Linked DNA regions of Sus scrofa: region 2 is linked to region 1. Evidence: chromatin contacts called from public HiChIP or PLAC-seq data. All regions are on one chromosome and are shown on one strand. The core of a region is the stretch at or near the end of the contact, and the rest is flanking DNA. Distances in the headings are between cores, read along the strand shown.

What was found. HiChIP or PLAC-seq counts read pairs in DNA pulled down with a chosen protein or histone mark.
Region 2: an H3K27ac HiChIP or PLAC-seq map of alveolar macrophages shows a contact between it and region 1. The contact joins the promoter of TOB2 here to the enhancer-like site in region 1. A contact is called at or near these places in 4 of 5 promoter capture datasets (fetal liver, fetal skeletal muscle, liver and 1 more), 7 of 47 Hi-C or Micro-C datasets (alveolar macrophages, embryonic fibroblasts, fetal heart ventricle and 4 more) and 2 of 2 datasets of contacts at active chromatin or transcription factors (alveolar macrophages and skeletal muscle).

Annotation. Positions count from the first base shown.
Region 1 is chr5:6,939,450-6,947,387 of Sscrofa11.1, forward strand. It overlaps DESI1 (desumoylating isopeptidase 1), which reads left to right. Exons shown (of 6, transcript NM_001243397.1): 2 at 3,669-3,690; 3 at 5,691-5,760. Among named protein-coding and RNA genes, the nearest start is that of DESI1, 14 kb to the left of the region's middle. Within about 2 kb of position 4,797, at least 3 of the 83 cell types and tissues checked have an H3K27ac peak or open chromatin away from gene starts, as enhancers often do. A contact at or near this core is called in alveolar macrophages, where this site is marked.
Region 2 is chr5:7,082,595-7,090,532 of Sscrofa11.1, forward strand. It overlaps TOB2 (protein Tob2), which reads left to right and starts at 3,803. Exons shown (of 2, transcript XM_021091455.1): 1 at 3,803-5,134. LOC110260629 (a long non-coding RNA gene) reads right to left here. Exons shown (of 7, transcript XR_002343880.1): 6 at 6,948-7,233; 7 at 2,107-3,335.

The sequences.
Region 1 (7,938 bases), core at 3,547-6,046:
CATGAGAGAGTAATACCCCTTACCTGTTCAGTTCCCTGCATCATTGCATATCTCCAAGGAAGTAACAAATCCCTGCCATTTATACAATGTGCTCTTTTAGAAGTGGCAGTCCAGAAGAGCATATCAGCTCTATTTAGAATGCAGTGTTAGTCTCCCCATCTTATACATAGTAAAAGGAGGGGTATGGCCTTTTAGAGTCTTCTGGAGTCAACTGGAAGGTGAGAATCCAACCCAGTTTATCTTTTTTTTGGCTGGGCCTATGGCCTGTGGAAGTTCCTGGGCCAGGGACTGAATCAGCACTGCAGTGACCCAAGCTGCCAGTGCCAGATCCTTAACCCGCTGCACCACAAGGGAACCCAAAACCCAGTTTATCTTAGAGCCCAGTGAACCCAACATTGCAAATGCTTGTCCTAAATGGGTTACCACTCCCCTTTGGTCCATTCTGTTTCTGATCCACCTGTGTGGAATTTCAGCTCAGTTTGGATAAAGGCAGAGCCTGCCACATAGTCTCTAGGACACTACTGCAGAAATCCCAGGCCAGAGTCCTCTGTGCACTTGTGATCTTGTAGGCCAGAGCAGCAGGTCTTGTAGTGAAAAACAGACTGGTCTCTGGAACTGGAAGAGAGGCAGAAGAACTGTGCTACATTTTATTTTCCTTTCTTATTTCATTTAGCTTTGCAGCACTAACAGCAAAGGATGAAATGTTTACAAGTAAAATAGATTCAGCATTTCATACCAATTTGCTGGATACTAAAATCTGTTCTTAGATCTTACCTATCGACTCTGAGGTGGAATTTCTTTGATCATTTTAAGGTCTTTACCCTTTTCCCCAAGGAGGCCATTATATGTAACATTACCACTTAACAAACTTCTGTGTACCACACACCATGTTGTTATTATATTATTACAGCTTACAACTTTGTATTGAAGAAACTGTGGCTCAGGTTGAGTAAACTTGCCCAAGATCCACTGCTAGCAAAGGGAAATGCTTGGATCTGAACCCATGCCATGTTCTTAACTGCCTCTGATGACACTATGCTGAGCCATCAATGAGTTGTCATGGAGGAGCCATGGTTACTTTTATCTCTTTGAAAAAAAGAAAATTAGGCTAATGTTATCTCATGTTAAAGAGGCAAAGTATTACCACTTTAAGAAATAGTGTAACAAAGGGAGAAGCAGGAGTTCCCGTCGTGGCGCAGTGGTTAACGAATCCGACTAGGAACCATGAGGTTGCGGGTTCACTCCCTGCCCTTGCTCAGTGGGTTAATGATCCGGCGTTGCCGTGAGCTGTGGTGTAGATTGCAGACGTGGCTCGGACCCTGCATTGCTGTGGCTCAGTGGGTTAAGGATCCGGCGTTGCCGTGAGCTGTGGTGTAGGTCACAGATGCGGCTCGGATCCCACGTTGCTGTGGCTCTGGTGTAGGCCGGTGGCTACAGCTCCGATTGGACCCCTAGCCTGGGAACCTCCATATGCCGCTGGAGCAGCCCAAGAAATAGCAAAAAGACAAAAAAAAAAAAAGAAAAGAAACAAAGGGAGAAGCATAAGCTTATCACCCTTAAGCTTAGTGCTTAGAGTTTTATCCTTTAGAAAGTCACAGGGCAAACACGGAAGCATGGAAAGTAATTTAGCAAATCAATAAATGGTTACCATGAAATCACAACCAAAGGTGAGTGAGTGATGTTTGATTATGTTCTGGTGTCTTTTGCTGCCCTTCCTCTTCAACCTGTTGTGTCTCCCATAGACCAAAGCCCTCACTCCCCTCTCTTCCCTCCAGTTTATCTTCTGTTCTTATGTTATCTTTTAGAACCATTTAAAAACATGGATCTGGAGTTCCCGTCGTGGTGCAGTGGTTAACGAATCTGACTAGAAACCATGAGGTTGCAGGTTGGATCCCTGGCCTTGCTCAGTGGGTTAAGGATTCGGCGTTGCCGTGAGCTGTGGTGTAGGTCACAGACTCGGCTCGGACCCTGCATTGCTGTGGCTCTGGCGTAGGCCAGTGGCTACAGCTCCTATTAGACCCCTAGCCTGGGAATCGCCATATGCCGCGGAAGCAGCCCTAGAAAAAGCAAAAAGACTAAATAAATAAATAAATAAAATAAAAACATGGATCTGATCAAGGCACTCTACTGCCTAACAACCTTCAACACCCCACATTACAGGACAGCCTCCAGTCCAGGTTTCCTTTGCTTTGCTCATACCCTGCCTGCCACTTGCCCTCTTATTGTTACTGCACCCTTTGCTTTACCCTGCAAGACCTTAGACTTTTTCACAACTGGGCTTTTGTACATACTATTCCCTCTGGCAGAAATGTCCATCCATGCTTCTGTTTTTTTGTTCACTGGTTGAATTACAGCTCCTGAAGATAGTTCTCTCCCTCCACCCCTGTGGAAGTTCCCAGGCCAGGGATCAAACCCATGCCACAGCAGTGACCTGGCCCACTGCAGTGACAACACCAGATCCCTATCGCTGAGCCACAAGAGAATTCCATGAAGGTAGTTCTGTATTATTTTTACCATTATTGTAGAGCCTATCAACATTGTGTTTTAGTTAGTTATGTGTGTGTGTTTCTTTTTCCACTTGACTTTGGATTCCTTAAAAGCAAGGCAGTAATCTGTTCGTATCTGCATTTCCATACCTCACGTCATTTCCAACATGTCGAGGTATAGTATACATATGCATTGACTATTCAGATGGATGGCTTTTGCAAAGTTTGCTCTCTTATTTCTAAAGAATTTCATTTCACGTATGCTTAATGAAGAAGTGGATAATTGGAATTCCCGCTATGAGTCAACGGATTAAGAACCCAACTAGTATCCGTAAAGATTCGGGTTTATTCCCTGGCCCTGCTCAGTGGGCTAAGGATCTGGTGTTGCCATGAGCTGCCGCATAGGTTGCAGATGTGACTCGGATCTGGTGTTGCTGTGGAAGTGGCATAAGCCAGCAGCTGCAGCTCTGATTCAACCCCTAGCCCGGGAATGTCCATGTGCCTCAGGTGCAGCCCTAAAAACAAACAAAAAGAAGTGGATAATAGCTTTTCCGTAGTGTTGTTTTACTTGGTCTCTATAGATGAGACAAAGAAATTAAAAAGGCAAAGTTGAATTGACCCTAAAGGGGAAAGAAAAGCAGACATAAATTGGTTACATCTATATTAGTGTTTCCATCTTGCATTCTGCCTAAGGATTCTGATTTTTTTGTTTGTGTTGTTGTTTTTTTTTTTTTTTTTTTGTCTTTTTGCTATTTCTTGGGCCGCTCCCGCGGCATATGGAGGTTCCCAGGCTAGGGGTCTAATCGGAGCTGCAGCCACCGGCCTACACCAGAGCCACAGCAACACGGGATCCGAGCCGCGTCTGCAACCTACACCACAGCTCTCGGCAACGCCGGATCGTTAACCCACTGAGCAAGGGCAGGGAGTGAACCCGCAACCTCATGGTTCCTAGTCGGATTCGTTAACCACTGCGCCATGACGGGAACTCCCAGGATTCTGATTATTTTTAAACTTACTTAATACAACACAACCTAAGGATCTTATTGGAGAATTGCATTCCTAGAAAGAACCCCAGGAGGTTTATAGTGTGTTACCATGAATTTGATTGGGGTTCTAAATTACTCTGGCTGGGAAGCCATTTAGTCTAGTCCCAAGTGACTAAATCTCTTTTTTTCTCCACAGGGAAACAACTGGAAGGCATCTGGTAAGTTGGGTGGGGCTCCCTACATTGACTGGTTTATAAAACCAAACAACATGCATTTCAGGTTCCAATCTGTGGCTTCCGGTTTGAAGCCACAAATCTTCAAGTTCTAAAGCAGTGGCTCTTAACCAGGAGTTATGAGTGTCTAGAGTCATTTGGGCTGGATGGGTGGAGGTCATGGATGCTGCTATAAACATCCTACAATAGACAGGACATCCCTTCACAACAAAGAGTTACCCAGCCAAAAATGTTAGTGGTGCTGAGGCTGAGAAACCCTGTCCTAAAGAAAAGCAGAATGGTGTCCTGCCCCCTCCTGATCAAGCTTTCTAACTGCAAGTCCTGAGGACCTCACCTGTGTCTCCAAACATGCCTGCTCTGGTCTCCAGACCCATCCCTGTCAAACACGTGACGGTGGCTGGGCTCTCAGCTCCATTTTGGAGGGAACTGTAGGTCAGTGTTCTGTCTGGACTCCCAGAGCCTGCGACGTTTTGGTTTACCAGAATGACCCTTTGCTTTGTTTGACTTGAAGCAAGAAGTACCATGAGCACCTTCACCTGAAATAGGTCCACACTTAACATCATCTGGTTCTTCTCTCAACATGGTCCAGGTTAACTGCTCCTGTTAGTTTAAAAAGCCTGCAAAAAAAAAAAAAAAAAAAATGGAGTTCCCGTCGTGGTGCAGTGGTTAACGAATCCAACTAGGAACCATGAGGTTGCGGGTTCGGGCCCTGCCCTTGCTCAGTGGGTTAACGATCCGGCGTTGCCGTGAGCTGTGGTGTAGATTGCAGACGCGGCTCGGATCCCGCGTTGCTGTGGCTCTGGCGTAGGCTGGTGGCTACAGCTCCGATTCAACCCCTGGCCTGGGAACCTCCATATGCCGCGGGAGCAGCCCAAGAAATAGCAACAACAACAACAAAAAAGACAAAAAGACAAAAAAAAAAAAAAAAAAAAGCCTGCAGAATTTTATTTCGGTAATTGATAATTAGTATTGGTGTGAATGTCTAAGGACTTCCTTCTGCTCACGTGATCTGCCCCAGTGGTTCTCCACAGGGGACAATTCTGCCCACAGAAGACCTTTGTCTAGCCACGTGTTTGGTTGTCACAGCTGGCAGGGAGGAAGGGGACGGGGATATGGTAGTGCCATCTAGTGGCTAAAGGCCACGTTGCTGCTGAACACCCTAGAAGGCACAGGACGGCCCCCACAACAAGGATTATCCAGCCCCAAATGTCAGTGGTGCCAAAGTTACTCTTAGGGTTTTTTTCCTTTTTACAGCTGTGCCTGGGGCTTATGGAGGTTCTGAGGTTGGGGGTAGAATTAGAGCTGTGGCTGAGGCCTACGGCACAGCAACAGCAACACTGGATCCAAGCCACGTTGCAGAAACACCAGATACTTAACCCACTGAGCAAGGCCAGGGACTGAACCTGCATCCTCATGGAGACTATGTTAGTCCCACTGAGCCACAATGGGAACTCCTACACTCAGTATTTCTTAATAACCTATAAGGGGAAAGAACCTGAAAAAGAATATGTAGATGGATAATGTAACTAACAAGTGCCAAAGTTGAGAAACCCCGATCTATGGTATTTATCTTACCTTTGTTTGGTTAGTTTTACTTTTTTTTTTTTTTTGTCTTTTTTTAGGGCTGCACCTGAGGCACATGGAGGTTCCCAAGGCTAGGGGTCAAATCAGAGCTGTATGTGCCAGCCTGCAGCACAGCCACAGCAGCATGGGGTCCGAGCCTCATCTGTGACCTACACCACAGCTCATGGCAACACTGGATCCTTAATCCACTGAGCAAGGCCAGGGATCGAACCCGTGTCCTCGTGGATACTAGTTGGGTTCGTTAATCACTGAGCCAGGATGGGAACTCCAGTTGGGTTAGTGTTACGAAGCTGTTGACTTTGTAAGTTGTATCCCTTAAGCAGAGATTACTCTCATTGCAGTGTCCTGTTTGCTGTCTCTCAGACCGGTTTTCATCTCTCCGCCTCTTCTCTGCGTTTTAGGCACACCTCCATAGTTGTACACAAGGATGAGTTCTTCTTCGGCAGTGGTGGTATCTCCAGCTGTCCACCGGTGAGTGCCTTCCCCACCCTGTCCCGCAGTCTCTGGGTCCCGGGGGTTCCCACAGACCAGGAACTTTGCTGCTGCTCTGTAGCTCTGGCTTCTAGCACAGTGTATATAGTTCCTCATGATGACCATAAGCTCAGTAGCCTTCCCAGATCTCCTAGCCAGTTGCCCTCCTCTCTGCTTCCACAGCACTGTGGTCCCTCTGTGTCACACTGACCATGTTACTGGTGAAATGAGCTGTCACTGAGTCCCCACAGGGAGCCATGTATAAGCTCCTTCTAAGCTGAGACTGTCCCACTCCCCTCCACCGTCATCAGCTCAGTGCCCCATTCGTAGTACAAACTCAGTGTGAAGCTGAACGATGAGGGCTGAGAGGTAAAGTGAGTTGCCCAGGGCTGTGCAGCCAGTTACAGCACCAGTTCTAAACCCAGGTCTCCCTGACTCTAAAGCCCGTGCCCTTTTCCGGAAAATTTCTGTCCGAGCTGTCTAAGGGGTGTCACAGGAGGTACTCAAGCAAAAGCGAGGCAGCCATTCACTCTTACACTCATAAATGGGAAGCCACTTTGTATGTCTTCCTCCCACTGGCACCCACCTCTTACGAGAAGGCCTTCAGTACACCCAGTCGGTTCTTCCTTGTAAGTGTATCTTAAACCAGTCTGTCTCTCTTCATCTCTTCCCATTTCTCCAGAGCTTTCACCTTAATCCAGGCCACCCTCATTTCTAGCCTGGACTACAGCAGTGCAGCCTTTCTTCTTCCTTCTTAGCCCGTTCTCCATACGGAAGGCAAAATGACCTTTTCAAGATAAACATCTGATCATGGTATTCCCCTGCCTAAGTCGCAACTCTCCCCATTGCTCTTGGAGTAAAACCCAGAAAGCTCAGCATAGCCGTCAAGGCCCCATCTGATCAGGGCTCAGTCTCTGGATGGCCTCTGTGCAGGTTGCACCTTTCCCCACCCCCTCTCTTCTCTTTCCTTGAACACACTTTGGACATTTAAACCTGTCCTCTGACTTCAGCCTCCCTGATCCTTCACCTGGTTATGCCACTCCATCCTTCAGATGAGCTCACTGTCCCTTTCTCAGGCAAGTCTTCTCTGACCTTCGCACTGGGAAGGTCCCCTGACTTATGTACTCTTCTTTTTCCAGCAAGACTCTTATTGCAGGTCATGGTTGTACATTGGTTGATGGGATTGTTTGTTTGTTTGTTTGCCTTCCCTGCTAGACTATAAGCTCTATGAGGGCAAGAATCTTGTCTTTTTGTCCACATCAAACCCCCAGTGCCTAGCATAAGGCCTGGCACAAAGCAAGTTATCAATACGTGTTTGCTATATGAGTGAATAATAGAGTGTCAGATTGTAACCCTTTAGTCGCTTTTAGCCCTGAGATTATTGTTCTCTGACTACAATCGTCATCCTGCTCACCATGCCTCTCCCAGTGCCTAGAACAATGGCAGGCACTGGGCAGGTGCTCAGTAGCTATTGGTGAATGTATGATCTTTTGGGGGAGCTCTGTTCTGCAGTGCTGTCCTTTACTCCCCAGCCCATCCCAGCTCTCCTCCCCAGTGATCCTGTTGCTTTCCCCTTGGCCAGTTTCCCCCACGGCCTGTCTCTCCTCTAGTCTGCTGTGGCAGCTGTTAACCCATGGCTGAGGGTATTCTGTATTGAGGGGCCATTAACTCCCTATCACCACATTAGATTAGCCTCACAGATCCAAAGGGAACTGAACGGTGGAAATATTTGCCGATCTGCCAGCTTTCTCACAGTTCTTCACATTTTCCCAGTGTTACAGGGATGTCAGGTGTGCCACAAGAAAAATTGGCTGCATATACTGTGACCATAGGCATGGAAAGACAGCCTGTCAGATGTGAGCCACTTTTGGTTGTCCTATTCTGAGCAGGCATGCTGGGGACAAAGGGAGACTTCAGATTCTAGGTTTCATTCTTTTTATCAACTGAATGAGTCCCTGACAACAATAGTGTCAGGGGTCTTACCTGCAAGAGACTCAGGACCCACCTGAAACAAGAAGCCTGATTTCTTAGCACGTCGCCAACACATAGCAGTGGAGAATTGTCAGGAAGCTCTAAGCCAGTGTAGCCTTGACACAAATGGGAAATAACTCTTCATCTGCCCTGGATGTTCTGAGTGTTGAAAGTCGTTGAAATAGAACATTTGTGGTCTTCCATGGG
Region 2 (7,938 bases), core at 2,553-5,052, 140 kb after region 1:
TTGAGTCCTTTTACCTCTCCCTCCACTGCAGCCACTCAAAACACTTACTATAGGAGTTCCCGTGTGGCTTCGTGAGTTAAGGATCTGGTGCTATCACTGCACTGGCCCAGGTCGCTGCTATGGTATGGGTTCAATCCCTAACCCAGGAACTTCTGCCTGGCACAAGCATGGCCAAAAACAAACACACCCACACTACACTGAAGAGAAAAGGGGGCTGCAAATTCAAGAGTCTGGGTAATTAATGTAAGTGATTAAAAGGGAGAGGTGTAAGAATAGCCCAAACATGATGATAATTCGTATGTGGCCCTCGACCTCAGCGTCTGGGGGACCATACAGAGTGGTAGGGACCAGGGAAACAGAATGCAAAGGTAACCAGCTGCTATTCAACTCCAGATAATTGCCAGCTTGAATGCCCAGTGTTAGCAGATTTTTTTGAGGGGGGAGGGTCTTTTTAGGGCCATACCTGCAGCATATGGAAGTTCCCTGGCCAAGGGAGGGGTCCAAAAAGAGCTGTAGCCACTGGCTCTACACCACAGCCCCATGAATACCAGATTCCAGATCCAAGCCTTGTCTGCAACCTACACCACAGCTCACCACAACACCTGATCCTTAACCCACTGAGCAGGGCCAGGGATTGAACCCACATCCTCATGGATAGTAGTCAGGTTCATTACCGCAGAGCCATAGTGGAATTCCACCAGATCTTTTAAATTTAGGACAAGTGGCAAATTAAGATATTTTTGCACAATCTTCCAATTTTTATTTTTTATCTTTTTGTCTTTTTAGGGCCACACCTGCCTTAAAAATGGAGATTCCTAGGCCAGGGGTCTAATTGGAGCTATAGCTGCCAGCCTACACCAGAGCCACAGCAACGCCAGATCCAAGCCACATCTACAACCTACACCACAGCTCACCGAAATGAATCACCAGATCCCTAACCCACTGAGCGAGGCCAGGGATCAAACCCCGCAACCTCATGATTCCTAGTTGGATTCGTTTCCACTGCGCCATGATGGGAACTCCACACAATCTCCCAATTTTTAAATGTCAATTCCTTCTTTAAATTTTAATGTGTTGGTGTTCCCTCGTGGTTCACTAGGTTAAGGATCCAGCATTGTCACGGTGTGGCCCTGGTTACAGCTATGGTGTCGGTTTGATCCCTGCATGCCTTGAGTGTGGCCAAAAAAAATTTTTTGACAGTGTCAGTATATGCCACCAGATATGGACCTTGGCCTGCCATTCAGCAGCTTCTAAATTAGGAAAATTAACTTCCCAGGAAGTCAAGTTGAAATGAGTAAATTTCCAAGAGATTCTATGTCACTATATTCTGACCTGTAACTTTTTAACAGTTTGAACAAAGGACATAAAGGTGAAAGATTCTTTGCCTTGGTTGGAATTTTCCTGCCTAAAAAAAAAAGAAAAAGACTCCAGTTCCCATCTTTTCCCAGTTAATCAATTCCTTATCAACAAGTGGCCTGTCTGCCACCATCAAGGCTAAACCAATGCTTTCTTTGCACACTGTAGTTTCAGTGCTTTAGCTAAAGACAGGTTTGTTCACTTGTCTCTTTTATAAGAGTTCACCCATATCAGGTCAATAAATAGCAAATTATTTGCCCTCAGCATCCCTCCAATCACTTTTCTCCAAAGCCAATTTCTGTTGTGGCTGTCTTTGCTCCTGCCCAGTTGGAGCAGTGGATCTGAAGAATCAAACTGAGTATTTTCTCGGATAACTGAAAAGAAACTACAAAATCTCTCACACTATGTGTGTATGAAGGAGTGACTCACCCCCCTGAGAGTTAATTGGGGCTAATTATGACCAGCCTGACTTGTCACAACAAAACATCTGGCATAACTTGCTTACTCTCAGACAGGGGAGTTGCCTCCACCCTCTCCATGCACATGCTTCCTTTTGAAGCTCACCGTTTTGAAAACAAGGTGTGTGCTTTTCAACGTATGATTATTCAAAGTGGGAGAGGACCCGGGAATGCCTGAGTAGGAATTCAGCTCACAATTAAGCCCTGGCAAGATGAACTCATACGACGGGGGAGAGAAAAATGTCCTTCTTACCACATGGTAAATGGAGACAGCAGCAATTAAGAATGGTGATTGTCTTCTTCCCCTCTACTTTATTTTTTTCCTACTTATATACTAACCCTTTACCCAGAGCTCTTCTTTGCCAAAAAGGCTGGATTTCTCAGTTTGGGTTTCTTTGCTCAACGTTGGTGTGTTTCCAGCACTGCAGGGGAGATAAATGCAGGAACGGGCAAAAATTCAACGCCTTCCTTCCAGGGATTCAGTCTGCCTTCCCTCAGCCTGCACTTGATGGAAGGAGACTCTACACTTTTATCTGCTTATATGGACTCCATCCCTCCTTCCCGTGTGATACACCCTCAACTTTCTCATGCTGTCTTGTAAGGTTTCCTTTTGGGGTATACACACTGAAGAGCACAGTACGGGAAGGATGCAAGCTGGCCAGAACGGTGACCTTTAAATTAAGAACAGCAACTATTTGAGCCAAGCTTTACATACAGTATCATATCTAATCCCCACAGGATCTCGATCTCCATTTTAAGGACGAGAGGACAGGTCTGACGGTATAAAGAGAATTTGTGCCTTTCAATCAAGATAACCCGGTTGGTGGCAGAATTGGGATTCAAACCCACCTACTTCTAAGGCTGCCTCTAGTAAATAACTACAAATACCAGTATCCCTTGCAGCGCCCCAATGCGCAAACGCACTCCCCCCCAAGACCTCCATGGCTCCACGCCCCCGCCTCCCAGTCCTAAAAGGTTGGATCGAACATCCAATCAGATGTCGCCGCTCCCTGTTTCCGACCAATGGGAAGGCTGTTGCTAACATACTGGTTATATTTTTAGCGCTTCAGCACCAGGGAGCGGCGAGCCAGATCTCGCTGGGTTGCGACTCGCGAGGAGAGGAGAGGGGAAGGGAGGAGAGGGAGGTGGGGGAGGAGGAAAAAAAGGGGAGGGATGGAGTCGGGCAAGGCGGTGGGGGCGTGTAAGTGACGCTCTGCCACTTGCTGACGCACAAGCAAGTAGTCCCTGGAGGTGCCCCAGGGGATAAAGCGCTCGGGGTGTGGGGGATGGGGACGCTCCGGCCCAGGCTCCCTCCCCCTTCTTGTCCCCTTGGAGTTTGCCCTCCAGTCCAGCGTTTCTCCGCTGCAGTCAGGAGAAGCGCATTAAACCCCTACGCTACCATTGCCGCCTGTCCTTGCCAAAAAAAGTGATCAAGGAAAAAAAAACTGCAAACCGTGTCTGGAAACTTTTGGATCTCGCCACCCCACGTGGGTTCGGCGACTGCCGTTGGGCCGGAACCATCTAGAATGAGAATAAAGTGTGAGAGAGAGTTAGGGAATGGGCGATTAAAGAAGGGATGGGAATAAGACTTAAGGCGAAAGCTCCCAGTGGCCCTGGGCTTCACCTGGCAGTCTACCGTGCCTGTGACCTCACTCGGCACAGGCCTCCCCACCCCCAACTCCGCGCCCCTCACAGTGACAAAGTAGCCGAGTGACCCCCTTGGCCATAGCAGGGGCAAGGGATGTAAGTGCGAGTCTGAATCAAGGGACCGTCTGGTGCGCAAGCCTGGGGCATCTGGCATAAACAGGCGCCCTAGGATGCCGGCGAAGGCTGTTGCTGAAGGATGAGGCTCCAGTAACCCCTTTTTTGGGGGGGGTTCGACGACTGGGAAGAACCAAAAGGGGCGTCCTCTGACGCCGGAGCTCCGCCTGCAGCAGGCGGAGGACGCGCTCGCGCGTCTGCGCAGAGAGCGCTGGCCGGGTCCCTGCGGTGAGGTTAACCCGCGCCAGAGGCCGCGAGTGGAAGGTTAATGTATCGCTTGGCTCTTTTTCCTGCGCCCCCATCCTCCTCGCCCCTTCTTACTCCCGTTTTGCGTGCCCAAGCCCCGGTTTCTCCCTCGCACTCCCCTCGACGTTAGGCGTCGTCCCCAAATGAGGCACGAGGCTCTTGGAAGATTCGGGACAACTGGAGTTGATAAAGGTCCAAAATCTGTCCAGAACTCCAGTAGTCCCCTGAGCTCCCCACCCGCGAAGAGATTTTACTGGTGTGGTGCGAGTGCTGCGGGAAAAGTCGGACTGTCAGATGCGCCGAGCTGAAGGGATTCGCCGAGGTGGCCTGCGCGATGGTTCGGGAAAGCATACGAACCCTCGGCGCCAGGGCAGGTGCAGGGCTGAAGACACAGCGGGGACGTCCCCTTCTTTTGGACACCCATTCATCCAGCACACCTAAAGTGAGCAGCTGGGTCCCAAACCGGGACCCTACCCTCGCAAGCTTGCTGTCTGCATAGGGAAACACTTTACACGATGAGGACAATTTGAGCAGTTTGGGCATGAAGAAAATAACTACGATGCCGGCGTCGTGATGGGAAGGGGAGGCGGCCCGCGTTACACAGGGCGGTCAGAGGCAGCCTTGCTGATATTTGAGCCAGGATCTGAGTGAGGAGGGTGACCGGCCACCCACGCGTAGGACTAGGGCGGTGGCCAAGGGCCCCCGGGTTCCACGCGGAGCAGGGAGCCGCGCGCCTCCAGGGGTTAAGCTGCCTGCTGGCTGGGAAGTAGTCCCGGCCCAGCGCCCGGCCCCGCCCCTGCAGGGCGGAGGGACGCATCACGCAGGGGTGGGGAAGGCGGATCCGTGCGCAGGGTTGCTAAGGGTGAAACTTTTCATTGACTTTGCTCACTTCGGGCCGGGGCGCGGGAAGGAGCGGGTTCTTGGTGGGGGGGAGCGAGTGGCTTGGGAAACGCGAGGCCAGAAGGGCAAGACCAATTCGCCGGCCACAGCCCAGACCGTACTCCGCCCCGCGACACGAACCACCCTCGAGTCCGCCATCCGCGGTTCGTCGCCGCCGGCCGGCCCGCCCGCCCTCCGTCCCTAGCCGCCGAGCCCGACCTCCAAAAAGCAGAAAGAATTATTGAGAATCATAACCCATAAGCCCCCTCAATCGTCCCCCAACCCTCAACGAAGAAAAAGACACCTTGGCCCCCGGCCGGGCGGCGCCCGGGAGAGAAGGGAGAGTGACCTCCGCCCCGCGCTCAGGACCACCCTGGAGGGAGAAGCCGCCCCGCGGCCGGCACACCGCCCCGCCACCGCGGAGACCCGAGTGAGTGAGTAGGAACCTTGCGGGCGGGGGGGGCCCCAGACCCAATAGGCCGGATGCCTTTCCCCACCCTCGCCCCACTCCAGCTCTTTTTGCTGGACACTCCACGTTGCGGTCGCACCCCCCCTTACACCTGATCAACATTTTCCTTTCTCTTCCCACCTCCCTCTGGAACCCCCCCTTGCCCTGTGCTACTCTTTCCTTTCACGTCGCTCTCATCCTGGGGTATCCCAGAGTCCCTGTCTCCCCCTGTTCCAAGTGCGGCCACCTCCTGGGTGGGGTGCATTCCCTCCCTCCTCCGCCTCCCTCCGTTCTTCATAGCCTAGGGAGTCGCTAGATTTTCCTTGTTCCCCCTGAAAAATAACTCCCACCACTATTAAATAAATCAGAGGAAGGAAGAGGATCCAGGCCTTGTTTTTCTCCTTCTTTTCTCCGGTGCGAGGAATGGGGTGGTAATAATTAATAGGGTTTATTTTTGGCCCTGTGGAGCCTGAGGAATGGAGGGTGAACACCCCCCTTTTGAACCGGTCAGGACTGTCCTCTGGCTGCCCAGCCTGAATTGACCATTTCGTCTTGAGCTTTTTATCCTCGTTAATGTTTTCAAGGAAAACTGGGCAGAAAAAAAAGTACCCTTAAGCAGTATCAACGAGTGGATTCTGGTTGATCCTGGTGAGGTGCCTAGGAGAAAGCTCCCTATTCCTACGCTCCTTCCCCTCTTGTCCAGAAGATGGACTGTGCCCTTGACCAGAAAGGGAGAGGAAGGAGGGAGCACAGAGAGGAGGGGCAGCTGGCAGACCTTTCCCACCCCCTAGAGGAACCAGAACCCCACACAGCGGGCGTCAACTCAGGGGCTAGCCCAACGGGGTTCCAGGCGGCGTCTGCTCAGTATCTTAACCATTTTTTATCTTTCCTACCCACACTACGCTGGGAGTGGGTCCCTCATCTTTGATTTAACAGCAGGAAAACACCCCTATTGCTTTCTTGGGTGCCTGCCCCCATCCCCCTCTTGAGCAGAGGTGGAAAGAAGCTAGTGTGGGAGGAAGGATTAGGGAGGTTTAACACCCAGCAGGGGAGCTTTGCGAGGATCTGGTAAGTCTGGTCATAGAGAAGGCCTTGCAATAGGAGTCTGACAAACAATTTTAAGTATTAGAAGATGTAGTTCAGGTATCAGATGTACAATTTTTCCTTCCCTGCCCGGGAACCTTTTCCCATTACCTTGCCAGGTCTGGTTACTCGGACTTGGATTAGAAGGGGGGTAAGACTTCGGCCCTGCTGGCATCAGGGCCTGATTTTCGGCCCAGTGCCTCCCCGTAGCTTAAAACTGGGAGTTTCTTCGGCTGAGAGGATGGGAGAACTGGGTTTAATTCCTGCCTTTCCTGGCTGTGAGGGTGCAGCAGCCGAGCCTGCTGGGCAGTGAATGAAAAGGCTCTTTTTTCTTTGAATACACCGTCCCTGCAGCAACTCCAAAAGGAGACCACTCAGCCCAAAGAATACAGATGAAGCGGCGGGGTTTGGGGCTGGGGAGGGGGAGGAATGTGAGGCTATCTATCCCAGTTTACCGCCTTCACCCAGGAAAAACTCACTAGAAGCAGATCTTAAATCAGCAGCCATGAAGAAAGAGGAGGAAAGGAAAGTTGAGTTTCTCAAGAAGCCGAGACAGGGATATTGGTGGGGCGATACCGTAAGGGGAGTAGGCCTGATGAGTAGAATTTATATAAAATGTATTAGGAGGTGGGTGGGGGAGGGGCGCCCTCTGCCACAGCGCGCATGTGCATCGGAAACTTTTCCTGGTTCTCCGACCCTCCGCCAGCTCCCCTTACCGGGCATGCGTAGCTCCCGGCTGAGTCTTCGCAAAGTACGCTGGGAAGTGTAGTGTGCCCACAAAGTAGGTCATATGCTTCAACCTGAGTGTTAAGTGTCTGAAGACTGCAATTCCCAGAGCGCAGAGCGCGCCTTTGCCGCCGCCCTCTCCTACGTTGGGGCTCAGTCTGGTCTTCCTGGCTTTAGAGGAACCGAAGTGCCTTGGAGAGGGCCCTTTTTGTAGCAAGAAGCCTTGTAGCCATACTTGGGCTTTCGCAGTCCATGTTTCAGGGAGATGGTGTGAGACTGTGGGCGGGGTGGTGTAGTCAGCACAAATCCTGGAAGCCTTTCAACTTTACCCCGCCCGTCTGAGCCTCCGCCTCCAACGGGCCACCGCCTTGCCTTTGGGACCCGTGTGGTGGGATGAGGCCATTCCCGGTCTCTTGCTCCCCAGAACCGGTCTTGTCAAAATTGAGGACCTTAACTCCTCCCCCCGCTTTTTAGGCCTCACCCTCAGCATTTGGAAGTTGCCAGGCTAGGGGTCAAATCGGCCGGCTTACGCCACGGCGTAATCCTTAACCCACTAATTGAGGCCAGGGATCAAACCTGCAACCTTATGGTTACTAGTTGGATTCGTTTCCGCTGCTCCACATCGGAAACCCCTTGACTCCTTTTTTCCACACTCACTGGTGGTAGTGCTTGATTGTAGGGTAATCGGGTGTTAAAACTTGAGGTGCTTGATTATTTTACAGGTACTCAGACTCTGGGAGCCCAGAGGACTCCCTCACCATTATCCCTCCTTTCTCTATTTTTGTTTCTGTTTTTGTCTTTTTAGGGCCGAACTCCCAGCATAGGGAAGATCCCAGGCTAGGGGTGAATGGGAGCTACAGCTGCCGGCCCAGGCCCCACCTCACAGCAACACCAGATCCTTAACTCACTGAGCGAGGCCAGGGAACGAACCGCATCCTCATGGATACTAGTCCGGTTGGTTACCACTGAGCCATACTGGGA